2 separate regions of the Mus musculus genome follow, and region 1 is linked to region 2. Evidence: chromatin contacts called from public Hi-C data. All regions are on one chromosome and are shown on one strand. Each heading gives the region's core, a stretch centred on a gene start, on an enhancer-like site or on the middle of the called end of the contact. The rest is flanking DNA. Distances are from core to core; before and after follow the strand shown. Region 1 has its middle 270 kb from the start of Arrdc3. Region 2 overlaps Mctp1 (multiple C2 domains, transmembrane 1).

What was found. Hi-C and Micro-C count contacts between places; a contact is called where the count stands out from the background.
Region 1: a Hi-C map of cortical neurons shows a contact between it and region 2, with 5 times the contacts expected there. The contact joins two enhancer-like sites. A contact is called at or near these places in 1 of 39 promoter capture datasets (hippocampal neurons) and 3 of 484 Hi-C or Micro-C datasets (cerebral cortex, cortical neurons and cranial neural crest).

What each region holds. Positions count from the first base shown.
Region 1 is chr13:80,611,744-80,614,684 of GRCm38.p6, reverse strand. No RefSeq gene overlaps it. Among named protein-coding and RNA genes, the nearest start is that of Arrdc3, 270 kb to the left of the region's middle. Within about 2 kb of position 1,439, at least 10 of the 459 cell types and tissues checked have an H3K27ac peak or open chromatin away from gene starts, as enhancers often do. A contact at or near this core is called in cortical neurons and hippocampal neurons, where this site is marked.
Region 2 is chr13:76,809,384-76,812,510 of GRCm38.p6, reverse strand. All of the region lies in intron 10 of Mctp1 (multiple C2 domains, transmembrane 1), which reads right to left. Among named protein-coding and RNA genes, the nearest start is that of Gm24519, 210 kb to the right of the region's middle. RefSeq lists an enhancer at 632-2,632. Within about 2 kb of position 1,805, at least 53 of the 459 cell types and tissues checked have an H3K27ac peak or open chromatin away from gene starts, as enhancers often do. A contact at or near this core is called in cortical neurons and hippocampal neurons, where this site is marked.

The DNA of each region.
Region 1 (2,941 bases), core at 190-2,689, 3.8 Mb before region 2:
CAAAATTTCTAGTGTGCCAATTCTTAATTCCATCCTAACACAAAATATCTGACCAAAATTTCCATTTACTATGTAATAAATCCATTTTCCTTCAAAGTATATTGTGAATGTGAAAATGAAAATAGACATTTATATGCAGCCTGAGCTAGAAAAGGTGCTGATGCTATAATTAATATTGCACCATAATATCTTTTTAATCTATCATACTGCCTTTTGCCCTTTATGTTATGTCAGAAAAGAGTGTAATGAATGAGTGTGTCGGTGGCTATCAGCTCGGATTTGGTGAAAAGTGCAGCAACATGACATTTAATGTGATTAAGCCAGATATAGATTCAAGTTTATTGGCTTTCACACAATCGAATATATAGCCGATGACGATAAAAACTTCAGCTCTTTAAGAAGGCAATTTCTTGAATTTATTTTAAAACTCAATTTGAATAAAGGACATTTGATTTCATGATTCTCAGCCTCTGTCATGCTTGCTATGGTGGCAAACACAGTCAAACGCCAGAATAGCCAACATCTTAGGAGAAAAACTAGGGTTTATTATTAAATCAGAGAAGAATTGGCATGAATCTGACTTGAGACAGCTGCTTGCAGGATTAGTGTAGAATGTCTTTTCAAGTCCTAAGAATATTTTTCTTTCCTTTTTATATCAGAAGGGGGTGCTAGTGGTCCATTTTTAATAACAGCAGACCATTTCTTTTGTTATGCAACATTTGATAATAAATAAATATTATTTTCTGTTTAATGTTGAGATAATTGCATGAAAAATTAAGATTGTAACTATTTATTATTAAAAAGTTAAATAATTAAAAGTTTGTAGGCAAATATAATTTTTATGTCTCTTTTCATTTAAGGATGTAGCGCAAAATTAGGAAGTTCTGTTGTAGCCCAACTACAGTGTCAGTTCTTGTTATTTAATGCTCATGCTAATGATTATGCTGAATGGGTAAGGTAATTTTATGCACAGGCACACACACATGTATTTAGTGAAGTATATACATTTTAATATTTCACCAACCTGTAGTCAACACTCACACCAAAAGAACCTTGTTATTTATATAACTTGTTGGAGCAGTATTTATTTTCAACATGAATTGTGACTTAAACTGAATTAGCATAATCCATTATCTCGTAATTTCCAGTTTGATTAAATGTCTGGTGCGTGTGCACACTTAGTGGGGTGATTGGGCTTTGCATCCTTGCAGCTATTAAAAGACAAACTGTGAGTCTGTGGTTAGCTTGCTTCCAGGCTAGCGTCTCTTCGTCGGGATCATCTGCTTTGGTACTTGTGACTGGGTAATGTGGTATTATAATTCCACAGATAGCTTAATTGAGAATTTCAGATATATTCCAGAGATAGGGAAACCGTCTTCAGGCTGGGTATAGCAGGCAAGGACGGGGAGGAGGGCAGATGTAGGCTGGCAGCCTCCTTGCTTACAGACAGTACTTGTTCTGAATTTAGCAAGACTCCTTTTCTCCCTGCCCGGAGCTCTTCCATGTAAATGTTAAGATGTTGAGACATGCATTATGTTTTACATTTTCTGTTAAGTTTTGCAGAAAATCATATGGCTAAGTAGTCCTTGTATTATAATGGGAAAAGGTGTGAGGCAAAACCTTCCAAAAAATGAAACTCACTTGTCAGCTCAAATTTGACATGTTTTATTACATAGTAAAACCTGTCAGCTAAAATTTTAAAGATTTACACCTAAGTTGTGACTGAAAACAGGTAACTGTCCTTTCAAAACAGGTATCATGTGAATATACATGGAAATTTTGCGACTCGTGCTTGCAGAGCTAGCTAGTTTTCTTACAAAGTGAATTTTAAAATTTAAGTAACTTCCTGCTATTTAAAAAGTACAGAGATGTGGAAGCATAAAGTCTAGGTGCTTTGCATGTTCACAGACTCTAACGTTTATGTCTGAAGCTTGGTCAACTCACAGTTGCCTTTACAACCACTCAAGACCAAGGTGCCCTAGATTTAATGCAATGCTTCTTACTTAATGACAAAATGTAATCATATTTTACAGTATCCTCAATCATTAATAATTTATGGATAGTAAAGTGTTTAATTCAGAATTTTTTGTAATAGAAGATTCATATTTTTATTCTTTCAAAGCTGAAAATATTGTTCCGAGTTTCTGAAATTTAATTATTCAGTTTGAATATTTTTCCCAGAAGATAAAAAAGACTGTGGTTAGGAAGAAAATTATTCTTCTATGTAGGAACCCACACATTTTGTTTTCTTCAGTTTTAAATGACTGTTATTACTTTTTTTCTCCTCTGTAACCTGAATGAGAGATGGATTAAGATAAGAGGGGGGAATGTAGGGGACAAAAAGAAAGGGAGAAAAGAAAGGGAAAATGATGGAAGTGAAAGAAGCAAGAAGAAAGAAAGGATAAGAATCGAAGCAACAGGAGCCAGGAAAGGATGTGGCAGTTACAGAGAAAGGAGTTACGAAAGTAACCAAAGAGAAGCCCATCTAGGAGAGGTGCGTACGGTCTGATGCGCCTGCCGTGACAGGCTTCTAACTTAGAAAAGTGCGATCCTCGCAACAGCTTGAAGATAGCACATCTCAGAACTTTCAGAACAACACGATTTCAAGAAACTGTGTGACTCAGAGGGTACTTCTGGCATTGAGTTTGTGAAAAGGAGGTTTTGCTTTTGTATTGCTCCTCGAATATAAGAGAAAATTCTATCTCTGCCAACATAGATAAAAAAAGCCATCCAATTATTACAACGCCAGCTTTCTCTTTACAAATATCAAGTGTAATTAAAGCAAAGAGCTAAATATTATAGAGGAAATAAAATGGAAAATGTTGGCTGTTGGAAATTGGCTTGGTTGGGTTTTGCAGAGGGGTGGCGTTTACAGAGTTGTACCAACTCTGCATTACGTTTTTAGACAGCATTCGAGGCTGAAATTGTCAATCTGCCTGCT
Region 2 (3,127 bases), core at 556-3,055:
GGTTCTGAAGCTTCTGTGAGCTAGTTTCATTCTTAGCAAATATCTGAAGAACCTTAATGCATATATCCCATGTGAGTTTGTACATATGGATATTTTTCTAAATCATGTACATTATCATAACAAGAATGCCTTCTGATGCTTTATGAATTAGATAAAATAGTTAATCAAAGTATACTGCTAAAAAACTTATGTAGCTTATTCAAAAGCAAATGGAGACATTAACTTATATCATGGACATAAAGCATACCTTGGAAACAGTTCAATTTTTTGATATTTATTCTTTGTATCAACAAACACAATCTTTCTTTTCTTTTTAAATTTTCTTTATTAACATTTCAAATTTTATCCCTTTTCCTCATTTCCACTTGTAAAGCCTTCCTACCCTCCACCGCCTGCTCACTAACCTACCCACTTCTGCTTCCTTGTCCTGGAATTCCCCTACACTGGAGCATCGAGCCTTCACAAGACCAAGGGTCTCTCCTCCCATTGATGACCGACTAGGCCAGCCTCTGCTGCATATGTAGCTGGAGCCATGAGTCCCATCAAGTGTACACTTTGATTGGTAGTTTAGTCCCTAGGAGCTCTGGGGTACTGGTTAGTTCATATTGTTGTTCCTCCTATGGGGCTGCCAACCCCTTCAGCTCCTTAGGTCCTTTCTCTAGCTCCTTCATTGGGGACCCTGTGCTATGTCCAATGGATGACTGTGTGCATCCATTTCTGTAACAAATATAATCTTAAGATAGTAAATAATGGCAATACCTTCATGTATTTCCTTTAGCTATAAATTATTTTACTCTCTTCTTTTATCTGCTCCATTAGGTGGAATGATGTATATTTTAAAGGCTGCATATATTCTCTTCTTCCATCATAGATTTTAACTAATGATCATAAAATGAAGACAATGCTTATTGGACACTGTCAGCATAATTACATGACAATGGCAACTACAGGTCCATGTTGCTAAAACTCATACTGCTACAATGCCATGGGGGAAACAAGCTGGCGTCCCCATTCAACAAGACAACAGGATTTGGAAAAACATTTGACACAACAACTACATGCATTTTGTACAATTTGCTAAATGAACACACTGGTTATTTTTTAAGGAGAGTGTATTATTTAAAGGCTGTTTTACATATAATATTGTATATACGATATATATTATATATATTATATCTATGTATACCTGCATGCTACTAATGTCTCCAACTGGCCATAATAGCTTTCAGGATCTGACTTGATTTTTCTCTTCTACAGCCTGCTTTTTTATTTTCTTTTTCAGAATAGACCCATAATGTTTAGGGGACATACCAAGAATAATAAATCCCAATCTCTGCATATAATATACCTTCATGACACACTCAAGCTGGAAATCATAGGAACCAATAAAAACGTAGGCAGCTACTGATAATGAGGTCAGAAATACAAATAAATTTACTTTTAATGAAGACTGGAGGCACAGTAATCACAGTGTTCAAATTCATTTCATGCATATCTCATTTGCTTCGTAGCTGATATTTACCACGCAAGTCTGTGAGAAAGTAGAGACCTAAGATGCTCCAGATAAATGGCTCAATTAATTGTACAGAGGTAGACCTCTTTGAGCTGAGCCAGAGCTGTGAGCTCTTTATTAAAAGCACTATTCTGTAGCCCCTAACCTTGTTCCTTGACTCCTCTCTGGTTTCCAATTTAAACAAGTCCCCATGCGGCCTGCTCTAAAGGGCTTTGTCTCCCTGTCATTGTTAAGAGAGCAGAGGCATCCAGGAAGTGTGAAATCAGACCTCATGAGTTGAACGGTTCCCCAGGGAACGCTGGACTGCCGCAGAAGGTCAAAGTCATGGGCCGGACCGTCTAAAAGTGTCTGATCGCTGGTCTGTGACACAGCAAGTTGGGGGTGGGGGCTAGACTGAAGAGGACTGCAATTGAACACATCTTAATTAAAGCCCACAGACAGCAAAACAAAATGTTTTCTAGGCAGCCTGTCAAATGGGGCTTAAATTTAGCTCTGCTAATGAATCTGAGCTGCTCACTGTTATTTTGTAAGATAATAAGACTCTCATCTCAGAGGCCGATTTAAAAAAAAAATCTGTAGCGTGTCTTTTTATGCTGTTTTGTTACTTAAATATTTTTCAACAATGAAGACAGTTTTCCAAAAGGAAAACATGGAAAAAAGTATATGCAAATAAAGGGGGCACTAAACATTTCTTTTTAATAACTACTTGTTTTCTAGACTATGAGGCTGATATGCTACAAGTCTTTTATGAACAGCTTAGTTTAGGGAGAAATGTTCAATTAATGGGACAATTTTAATGACTATGAATCATAACCCCCCCTTCTATTACTTTCTGAAAGAAATGGTACATTCATTTTCAAAGTCAGTTCACCTGGGATAGGACAGTTTGTGTGGGCACCCTTTAACACAGTGGCAAGGCAGAGCAGCTTCTCAAAGGTTCCCAGTTCCCCGTATCACTGTTTCTGAAGCTGACCAGCTGGTCTCCCTGGAGAGGCTGTGACCTCTTCCTCAGGAGAAAAAAAACAAAACCCACAAACGATAACAACCAAACCTCCTACAACCCTGGTAAAATGAGGAGGGGGTGTGGAACCACCACAGCCCAGGGCAAAGCTGAGAGAAGGGCTGCTGAGCAGAACTCACAATCTGGAGAAAGTGGGAGCAAGGGCTGAGAAAGAGAACTCTCCTCTTCCTTTTGAAACTTGAAAGAACTCATCATCGGTTTAAAGATAACTCACTAAATTTTCTTCAAAGAAAGTCTCACTCAATACAGAAGAAATGAACAAGTAGAAATTAGGCTCCTCTCTCTCTCTCTCTCTCTCTCTCTCTCTCTCTCTCTCTCTCTCTCTCTCTCTCTCTCACACACACACACACACACACACACACACACACACACACATACACACTCCTCAGTTGGTCTTTCTGGTCCCATAATCTGGCCAGTTTTAGGGAACATGTGATTTCATGCTGGAAAGATTATTCCCCAGTGAACAGGACCAGTCAGCCCCTAGTTTTGCTTTGATGGTACAGAGAAACAGGAACCTTTCTCTGGGCAGCTGACTTGAGGACATTGTACTTAGAAGTATTTTCAGTTACTCAAACATTTTCCCTTAAAAG